Regions from separate parts of the Gossypium hirsutum genome. Here region 1 is linked to region 2. A link is a contact called in public Hi-C data. All regions are on one chromosome and are shown on one strand. The core of a region is the stretch at or near the end of the contact, and the rest is flanking DNA. Distances in the headings are between cores, read along the strand shown. Region 1 holds the start of LOC107962904 (bifunctional purple acid phosphatase 26). Region 2 holds the start of LOC107901616 (adenine phosphoribosyltransferase 5).

What was found. Hi-C and Micro-C count contacts between places; a contact is called where the count stands out from the background.
Region 1: a contact with region 2 is called in a Hi-C map of leaf, with 2.0 times the contacts expected there. The contact joins the promoter of LOC107962904 here to the promoter of LOC107901616 in region 2. A contact is called at or near these places in 3 of 34 Hi-C or Micro-C datasets (leaf and petal).

The regions. Positions count from the first base shown.
Region 1 is chrD06:23,824,084-23,829,856 of Gossypium_hirsutum_v2.1, reverse strand. It overlaps LOC107962904 (bifunctional purple acid phosphatase 26), which reads left to right and starts at 4,160. Exons shown (of 10, transcript XM_016899456.2): 1 at 4,160-4,247; 2 at 4,902-5,145; 3 at 5,562-5,762. The coding sequence starts at 4,960.
Region 2 is chrD06:23,573,338-23,578,971 of Gossypium_hirsutum_v2.1, reverse strand. LOC107901616 (adenine phosphoribosyltransferase 5) reads right to left here and starts at 4,349. Exons shown (of 6, transcript XM_016827692.2): 1 at 3,958-4,349; 2 at 3,751-3,861; 3 at 3,217-3,309; 4 at 1,228-1,377; 5 at 795-853; 6 at 472-623. The coding sequence starts at 4,057. The coding sequence ends at 555.

The sequences.
Region 1 (5,773 bases), core at 2,911-5,410, 250 kb before region 2:
GGAAATTGAAAGGGTAAGACATTTTCCCTAAAATGTAACACATTTTCCCTTGTTTTGGAGTTCATTTTCCAAATGAAAAATGTTTTCTGCCAATCAAACGCTGGAAAAGTTGGAAATGATTTTCCAAAAAATCAATTCCGTCAATTAAACAGACCCTTAATTTTGTTGTGACGGGGGTATGGTTTCTTTTAATGCAAACATTTGTTTTAATTGTCAAAAAAATGTGTTAACACATGTCAAGTGATTAATTCATCGTAATTAATGTTTGTCGTGATGGTGGCATGGCTTTTTCTTTTTAATGCAAATATTTGTTTTAATTATCAAAAGAAATGCGTTGTCAATTGATTAATTCATCTTAACTATTTGGGTAAAGTGTGTTTTTGCTTTAGTTATCTTATTATAAAAAAATTTAATATTTAGTCAACGTTTTAGATCATTTCTATTTTGATTATTCTCATTTTAGATCATTTTATTTCTATTTTAGTCACTCTCTGTTAAATTATTAACGTAAGTGTTGAGTTTGCCTTTTTTATAACTGATATAATAACACATTTAGTCTTCAATGCTTACACATTCTAACAATTTGATCCTCAAATACATATAATTAAATATAAATTATATTTTATATAAAATACAAAATATAATATTATTTATATATTTATATGAATAATATTGTATGTGCTTATATTTAATTATAATTATAAGGCTCAAGTATTCATTTAGCCCTTGAACTTGGTACCTTCTCCCAAGTTAGTACATATGATTTTTTTGTCCCAAGTTAGTACCTAAATTTTTATTCCGGTAAGGGTTTTGGTACTTTTTTGTAACGGTGCTAAATGTAGGACACATGACACTGATGATGCTATAATCTATTTTTTATAAAAATATTTAAAAAATTAAAAGAAAATATATATAATTTTAAAATATAAAAAATTATAAATTATAAAAGTATATGTATTTTTTTAAAAATTATTACAAAAATAAAAAATCTAAAATTCAAGTTAGAATAATCGAAAACCCAAAAGAGTTACATATTTTTTTAAATAAATTGCAAACAAAATAGATGAAGATAAATTTTACAATAAATTTTATGTTTAAATATGGGTGCATATCATTTTTCTATTTGTTAATCATTTGTTAGGTTTCATAGGAAAAATTAGATTCCTTTGTTGAGAATGTTTTTAGCACGATCATAAATAAAGTTTATAAAAAATATAAACTTGGTGAGTTTTGGGGTGGGGTTTTGAGTTTGTCAAAATCATAAATTTACATATAAGTTTATCAAGATTTAATATGTGTTTGGGGATTGAATTGAATGAATTTATAAATGTGGAGAGCTAAATTTATTGAATTATTTAGAATTGGAATCAAATTATTAGAATGTGTAAGTATTAAAGACTAAATGTACTATTATATTAGTTAGAAAAATGTCATACGTTAAATATTTAACGGAAAGTGACCAAAATAGAAACGATTTAAAACGTGAGTGATCAAAATTAAAGTGATCTAAAACGTTAAAAACTAATTTGAAAATTTACCCTAATTATTTGTAAGAATGCTGTGATTCAATGCAAATATTTGTTTTAGTCATCAAAAGAAATGTGTTGATGCACGCCTAATATGATAATACCTATAATAAATAACTTTTTGCAGTTTTCTTTCGTTAGCTAACAATTATCAAATTGTAGGGAAATTATTTTAAAATATAATGTAGGGCAATTAAATTAGGAAAAGTTATTTGATATATTATTACTGAAAATTTCATTTTTACAAGTTAATAAAAGAATAAAATATTATTTAAAAAGATAATACGACCATGTTTAATACAAATTATGAAATTAAGAATTTTTACTACTACATTATGACAAATTTACGGTTCAAGTGAACAAAAATTATTTAAAATTATATTTTTAAAAATTTATCAAAGAATTAGATAAAATTTTGGTTAAATTTATAAAATTGAATGCCTAAAATTATTATATATTAGGTTTAAATTTTATTGATTTTATATTAAAATATCTAAAAAAGTCAAACATCTCGTAATAATATAATTTTATTTTGCTTGATTGACTCTCAACATATTTTATTGGGTAAAGAGGGTCGAAATTAAATTGTAATTTTTACAATAGCAAAAATATAATTTTACCATTTTAATAATCTATATCTTTATAATTTTTAAAAGATTAAATCAAATTTCTATTATTTTTAAGGGACCAAAGTGTAATTTTATCTTTATTAATTTAAAATTTTAAAATTTTAAAAGGTTTAAATGAAAATTTTTCTATTTTAGAGAGGTCGAGCCCCTGCCAGCCCCCTAATTATGCTCCTGCTTGTGACACATTTTTAATTATTTTTTAAATAAATTAGTGTAAAATTAACTTGTGACATTAACTCAGTCAAAAATTTAAGTAATAATATATATTTTAATAATTTTTTAACTAAATTAATATTTAGTTGATTAATTAAGAATTTAAATAATCATATACTATAACCTTATCACTAGGGGTGAGCATTCGATCGAATCGAATAAAAAATTTTCAAGTTATCGAGTTTTCGAATCTCATTTTATCATCCTAACTTTATTTGAAGTTTTCTCGAATCGAGTCGAGTGAGATGGAATTCGAATCGAATCGAATCGAATCGAATATATTTGTTCAAGTTAAATTTTAAAAAATAATTTTGGGTCCTTGTTCCCATCATAATAAAATTTGTCCACCTTAATCAAATTTTTTATTAACTTTCATCACCTCATAATTTATTTATTAATTTTTTATATACTGGTTAGCTTCTTTGCTTACTTAGTTGTTTCAATTATCTTCAGATTCTTGTCACTATGTATTTTGAAATTAAAAAATATATTAAATGTAAAAATATGATTCGTTTAATAAAAAGTTGTTTTAAAAATAAAATGTGAAATTGATATCAATATAAAATTTTAACACGAATATTTTATGGCATAATTAATAATTCAATTTTAATATAAATATTCAATATGACTAAACAATTCAATAATATAAATAATATAAAATGTGAAATTTAATTTAATAATATAAATAGTAGATATAAATAAAATTATTACTATTTATGTTTAGTGATATTTGTTTTTGGATAATATTAATTTTTTATTTGAGAGTAAAGGGTGAGAAGTAAAAGTTTAGGGGGAAAATAAAAAGTTTTGGGAAATAAAAGTTTGAGGGAAAGTAAATAGGGGGAGTAAAATTTTGGAGGGAAAATATTAAAAAAAATTGGATCGGGGGAGGGTTTGGGGTAGATGAGAGGTGGGATGGGAAGGGAATAAAAGTTTTAGGGGAAAAGTGGGAGGGGAGTAAAAGTTTTGGGGGGAAAGTGAGAAAGAGTAAAAGTTTTAAGGGAAAAGTAAAAAGGTTTGGGAGTTTGGGGTAAAAATGTAAAATATTATAGTTTGATATTCAAATTATTCGAATTATTCGAGTTATTCAAATTCGAAAACTCAACTCGATTCGAACTCGAAATTTGAAAAAAAAATTCGAGTTGATTCGAATAACTCTATTAACTCAAATAACTCGATTCGTTTAACTCGAAATTCAAATTTTTTTTAATTTTTTTCGACTCGAATCGAGTATTGCTCACTCCTACTTATCACTAACAGTTTTTAAGGTTTGATTTACTTAGTTGTAATGTCGTTACTGCACAACGACAAAGCTAGCTGCTAACTTACGCTACACAACGTCACTACCTGCTATCTTACGCTTGTAAATTTGTTTGGAATAAAGCGATATCTAGTCACTGAACTTGAGACCATTTTTCACTTTGGTCCTATTTTCTTTATTCCATATTAGTTCTGAAAATTGATAAGTTTTTTTTTAAATTTGGTCCCTAAATTTAGGTTCCATTATCCCAGGAAAAATATGATACATTGAGATTGTGCCACATCATCATCTACATTTTTTAATATTTTCTTGTATTTTTTGGATAATATATATTTTAAAATTTTAGATGCTTTTGTGAATAATCAAAGTTTAGGGATCAAATTGAAAAAATTATCAAGTTTCAGAATTGTAATGGACAAAAAATTAAGGACCAAATTGATAAAACTATCAAATTTAATGACTAAATGTTAATTTATCCCTATTTATTTCAACATTTTAAAAATATTTAATTAGGAAAAACGAAATCTGACAACAAATAGCGCCCTATGAAAACCGTCAACTACCCGCCAGATAAATTCCACTTCCCCTCTTCTCTATACACACACAACATTTTCACAGGTAATTTTCTCACTCAAATAACATTCACTCTTTTCTTTTTTTCATGTAAATGAATAATCCCAACTTGTTATAGCTTTCTTTATTCTCTCTTTTTCTCTGCTATCGTGGTGCTGGTGGCCTGTAAGGAAGTAAGCTTTGCTCTTTTTTATTTATTTATGTATTTTATAAATATTGTTGCTATGTTTTATTTTTTTTTCTTTTTTGCATTTCGAATTCGATTTCTCGATGCCTTTGAAATTCTGGGCATGTTTAATAGATACGGTTCAGCAAAGGTAGCGCACTGGTTTTTGAGTTTCACACCGACTTTGTTTTTACTTTGATCCTAAACTTCCATTTCATTGCTGTGATTCTTTGAAAATGTGTCTAGATCTGAAACCTGCTCTGAAAGTTTTAACTTTTTCCCTGATTTTTTTGTATTGATAAATGTAGTTTAGATGAGAAGTGATATGATAAATTAACAAAATGTTACTAGTGAATCTGTCCGGTACGAGGAACAACTATTGGAATGCAAAATTGGATAGGAGTGGTTTTTTTGGGTTCATTTAGTAGTAACGTAATACGAGTTATTGGAATGTAAAATGTTTTTTTGAACTTATATGTGGTTTTTGTGTTTATATAAATTTTCGAATTTAATTGATTCCTTTTTCTTTTCAGATTGACCAAATTGGTGTTGTTTCAGAACTTGATTCATGAACTCATAACACCGTTGCTGATGGCTTTCGGGCTGTGGTTCACATTGTTTGAGCTTTTACTCAAGTTGTTTCTTATCTTAGCCTTTGTGAAAAAGGGCAGTGCGGGAATTACAAGTACTTTTACTCGTACGAAATGGCAATCTTTTGATATCCCTCTTGACCATAAAGTACTTGCAATTCCTAATGGTTACAATGCTCCGCAACAAGTAAGTAATACACATCAGTAACCCCATTATTGTAGCTATTTATTTCAAATTATTCCTACAAATATTTTCTTTTCCAATCAGTATTAATTGATGATGCAACCATTCATTGCCAATCTCTATCCAAGTCAGATTCATGTTTAGCCAATTAAGATACTGGTTTTTCACATTTATTGGTTGTATGAATGAGGGTTAAATGGATGATTAATGAGGTCTTATCATATGAAAACCACAATAGCTTTGTTTTAAATTCTGTGGAAAAGACAGTCTTTAAGAGAACAATTTTACCAAGTGCATTGAAAAATTTACTCTTTAAGATGATCTCTTACCATTGCTATCTAGTCCAGGCCATTGATTGATCCTCGGAATTACAGCTTTGCTAAGAAATTGTTTTAACTTCATTAAATTTATTGGTGTAGGTGCATATTACTCAAGGTGACTATGATGGAAAAGCTGTAATGATATCATGGGTTACTGCTGATAAACCTGGGTCTTCTAGAGTACAGTATGGCACATCAGAGAAGAAATATGACTTTAAAGCTGATGGCACAGTGGCTAATTACACCTTTTACAACTATAAATCTGGCTATATTCATCACTGTCTTGTTGATGGTCTAGAGGTAAATATCGA
Region 2 (5,634 bases), core at 3,100-5,599:
TGAGTTTTAAAAATTTCCAAGTTATTTGGATTTTTTTTGTTGAGTCATCTTGTACAAGTTCAAGTTGATTGTTTAGCTTTTTTAATAGTCAAATCGAATTATGTCTAATTTGAGCTTTAAAAATTGAGTCATTTGGATTTTTTTTCAAATAATTTTAGATTCAAGTTGTTCAAGTCATTATATTTGAATCATTACACGTTCAAGTTGGGGAACCTGGATTATTGGTTTCAATAATCAAATTGAGTTAAGTTCAGCTTCGGTTTAATTGGATCCAATTTTCTAGTTTTGGTCAAAATTTACAGGTCATGGTCATGATTATAATCCATATATATAATTGATTTAAGGTTTTGAAGAGGGTGAAGACTGAAATACCATTATGCTGTTTTATGGGGAAAGATGAATCAATATATAGATGATTTCTTCATAATTTGTGCATGGAAGCCTTTTTTTTGGCTAAAATGGAAACATAGCTAGGCGGAAGATGCACATATTTTCATAAGAAAAATAATGAATCATACAAAATGAGCCCTTCTCTGCAAATCAACATATAAATATCAACAGCTATCTATTTCACGTGGCTCCACAAGAATATAAAGTGGCTTTCCATTAAGCCTACGTTGTCCCTGAAAAAAGTAGAGATACATGCACTTAAATCATTTACAATAAATTTCATTGAAACTGATTTAATCGATAGCTTTCGGGCGATGTATCTATTTTTAATAATAAATACCTTACCCAACTCTTATTTGTATTTTACTTAATGTTTCTATGAATGAGAGAAGGATTTTTACTACCTTAACCTCCCGGAGTCCGATAACACATGCACATTCCACCACTTCAGCACCAACACGTTCTAATTAAACAACAAAAGAATTCTCATTATTTTCACAGAATTTCATAAAGAGTTATCTGATTTTATCAATTAATCCAGATGCTTACAGTCCTCAAATTTAGAATTTAATTTGCATAATTTATGTAATTAGTTTGTCCAGATAACCAACACCCTTAAGAATTTCAGTTAAAATACTGATGTAAAATATTTTCTTGAAAGCACACTTTTTCTAACCTATCATGCTAAAATAGGTTTTCATTTTAAGAAAGAAAAAATCACAACAGCGTTTCAACTGAAATAATTAACTAATTAAAATAGAGATCAAATTAAAGAGACCAAAATCATAATTTGATGATTAACTAAAACACCAACAAAAAAAAAGCTAAAAGTTTTACCTAAGAGTGAAATGGCAGCAGAGAGAGTTCCACCAGTTGCAACCAAATCATCAATCACAATAGCACGTTCCCCTGCCTCAACAGCACCAACATGCATCTCCAAGCAGTCACTTCCATACTCCAGCTCATAAGCTTCTGCTATCACTTCACCTATACATGCATGCATGCATACATACATACAAGAAATTAAAAAAAAAGTTAGAATATATTATAAATTTATGTATTTTTTATATTTGAAATGTAATATTTTTATTTCAAGTGTAATTCCTTTTTTTTTTAAATTTCAAATTTATTTATTTAAAATCATTAAAGTTCTTTTATTAATTTCACTAGTACAGTGTTTTGAATTAAAAGAGAGTCCCTTAATATCAAAAAGAGGAAGTGTTGTAATGAACTTTAATTTAATAAAAAAAATTTAATAATGTTAACAATTAAACTTATATGATAAGGACTGGATCAAATTAATCTCTCTACTATTAAATAAATTAATTTAGTCCTTATACCATTAAAAAGAATCAAATAAGACTAAAATTCAACAAGATAAACATTTACTATTAAAAAATACCATTTATTATTTAACAAAATTATACTTTGAAAGATTTTTTATAATTCTATAAATGAAATATTTTGTTTGGAGTTGAATGATAAATGATAAAAAATAGTATTTCTATTTTTTTTAATCTGAAAAGAAATTTCTCGAAATTAATTCAGATATACTAAAAGGGAATGAAAAGGGAAGAAGATGATTAAGATTAGATCCACTAAAAATTTCCATAAAAAGCCGACCAACATAACTCCAACAATGGGTAGAGTCCAATTTCAATTATTGGTAGGTGATTAAAGTGGAGATATTCTACAACTTCCTTTACCAATTTAATATTTTGCAAATTGTTTTCTGGGGTACTGACATTTTCATAATCTTTATATATGTATGGTATTACTAGATTTTTCTTTTAAAATTACTGAAATATGCTGATTTTATGAGGTCATGCCTACATGATTGACACCATAAAAAATACAGTGTTTTTTTTCAAATAATTAATACAATTTTTTTCTGTAATCCACCCCACCCCTCCTTGACCATTAAAGCAACCCTTTCAATCATTTCAGCCACCACTATCTCCATTCCATTTTTATATGCATGCTTTGAATTTATATGATGGGTTTTCCCATTTAATTTTGGAAGGATTTAATTAAAGCTTTTTTAAAGTTTAAGGGATTTAATGATAATTTTAAAAAATAAATATTTTTTGAGGATTTACTTGAATTATTTAAAAATAAAACTTTAATGAGTAATTTTAAAATTTTCAAGAGCATAATAATAATTTTTAAAATGAGGGGAAGTGAAAGCCCTTTGAATCCAAGGGGCATGCAACCCCTTAGGCCCCAAAATAAAAAGTAATAAATCAATTTCTCTATAAACAATGAAATTATAAATTAACATATAATAAAATTATATTTTAATCCTTTAAAAATAAAATAAATTTTTTTATTGAATTCTTTCAAAATTAATAAATCCTAAATTAATTTATAAATAAAATTATATTTTAATTTTTTAAAAATTTATAATTTTTTATCAATCTTCCTTTATCAAAAATTTTGAATTCATATCGGTATTTACATATACATGTATGTATATATATATGTACACAATGGTAGATTCAAAAATACAGTTTAGGGGAGGTAGGGGTAAAGTTAGAAATTTTTTTGGAGACCCGAAATTAAATGATATATTTTTATAATAATAAAAATATAATTTTATTATTTTAATAATATTAATTTTTATAACTTTTAGAGGATTAAATTAAAATTTTATCATTTTTAAAAAATTAAAGTACAATTTTATCATTAATAATTTAAAATTTTATAAATTATAAAAAAAAAAGTTTAAATGAGGTTACGCACCCCTGCCAGGCCACCTAATCCTCCCCTGTTTGTATACATTATATATACATTTATGTGTATGTGTATGTGTATATATACAAGTACCTGGCAACTTTTTGGGTTTTCGCAGAGGAACAAACTTCGCACCAATGGCTAAGGCAATAGTTGGACCGAACATGAATCCTCTTGCTTCAACTCCTACATACACATGTTTTTATCTTTAAAAAACAAAAGCCCAAATTATCATTTTAATCTCTCTATTATGTTAAAATTTAAAATTTGATTCACGTAACTTAACCTATTTTATGTTTAACTGTAATTGTAACCTTTATAAGTGAAGAAGCCTATGTGTAATTTTTTTAAAACATCATTTCCAATAATAAAAGAAAATTATCCATGTAAAAATAATAAATATTAATAATAAGTAATTATAAAGAATGATGCTTCTAAACATTAAGGAACATAAATAAATAAATAAATCGGCACAAATCAGCTTAGAAGACCTGCTTAATTTCTTTCCCTAAAAAGACTATATAAAACACCAAGCAAAATACATTAAAAAAAAACAGAGTAGTTAAGAAGAAGAAGAAGAAGAAGAAGAAGAAGAAGAAGAAGAAGAAGAGACAAGATAGAGAGTACCAGCAACGACAGAGATATTCATGTCTTTATATCGATCGACAAATATGTCCACCGTATTTTTAAACGCCTTGTGATCCAACAACAAAGTTGTTATGTCTTGGAACATAATCCCTGTTTTTTCCCCCGAGAAACAAACACCCTGTTCTTTAAAAACACGGTCTTTCTTCAATGAAAATAAAAAAACAAAAAAAAAGAGGGGGAAAAGACCTTGTTTTGGGAAGTGAGGAACAACCCTTATGGCGTTTGATATAGCTTGAAGCCTTGGGTCTCCTTTAAGTCCATTCTCAGCCGCAAACATTTCCACCATTTTTGAACTTTTTTCTTTCAACACTCTTGTTTTTAAAGCTCTGCCTTCGATTTATAGGAGGAAAACAAAAGGGGGGGGTTCTTTTCCCTCCTTAAAATTGAACTAAAAAGATGAAATCTTCTGTTAGTTGCAACTGTTTAATGTTTATCCTTGAGATATATATACACAGATATAGAGAGGATATGGTAAGTGCATTAAATACTATAATCTGTTGTCTATTTATGTTTTGGGCAGACCGAAGAAGAACCATTGCCCCGAAAGGCATTAATGTTTTTACCTATCACCTTCTCTCAATGGCACGTTTCTAACACGCTTTACACATAAATCTTCCTCTGATAAAGTACCCTTCAGTATCTGAATTTGGTAATTTTTTATCTTAGTCCTTAAACTCTTTTCCCAATCCACATTAGTCCTAGCACTTGGTAGCTTTTCCCTTTTTAGTTTCCTAAACTTGAATTCCATTAAGGTATAATGGCATTGTACTTGTCACGTCATCATTTGACATATTTTAAAAGAAAATTATAATTTCTTAATTTTTTTTGTAATCTTTTGGATTTTATACAATTTTTAAAAATTTTCAAGTAATGACATGGTATAATTTTATAATAAAACATTCTCTCACATTATTGGAATCCTAGTTCAAGGGTCAAAATGAGAAAACTTGCCAAGTTTTTAAGATTAACGCGGACAAAAAAGTTAAAAGGACCAAGTTGGAAAAAGCTACCAAGTTTGGAGAGTAAATGTTGCTTTATCCCTTATTAAAAATGGTTAATTCCATCAAGCATCCTTCAATTATGACTTAAATTTTAAATTGGGTCATCAAATTTTAAAGTACTCTAATTTAGTTATCAAAGTGTCAATATTGTATTTATAAGGTCATTCGTAAGATTGGCTATTAGGCTGGGCATTAAAAACCCGTTTAAATTTAACGTTGATCATATTTAAAACACAAAGATATATTCTACTATGTGTAAATTGTAGGTTTAGTTTATATACTTTAATTTGGTCATTTTTAATTCTTGTACTTTTCAAAATTTGCAACTATAATCTTGACCAAAAGACCTCAGTTAAATTCGTTAAGTTATATTTTACTATTTCCAAAATCATATATAGCAAATATATTATCACATGTGCAATGCATTGACAACTTGCTATTTCCATGTAATAATAATAAATTAATTTAATTAATAGATTTAACAACTATTGATCGAAAATTCCAAAAAGTAAAAGGACCAAAAAATAGTCAAATTGGAGAATAGGGGTTAAATCACAACTTATGGACCAATAGTAGAACTTTATCTAATCGATTTGATTACTATCGTTTGGGTCATGACTAAATTTCAAAATTCAAAAAGTAGATGGACAAAAATTTAACCAAATTAGAGTATTGAGACTAAATCCACAACATATGCATGGTATAGGGGCTAACAGCAGAATTTGACCTTAAAACACATGAATTAAAAAAAATAAACAATCAGCCTAAATTTTATTAGTACGGTCTCTTTTTTAACATGTCAAATGAAGTTGCTAATACGGTAGATACAAACATATTTATAATATGATCCATGTATTTAATA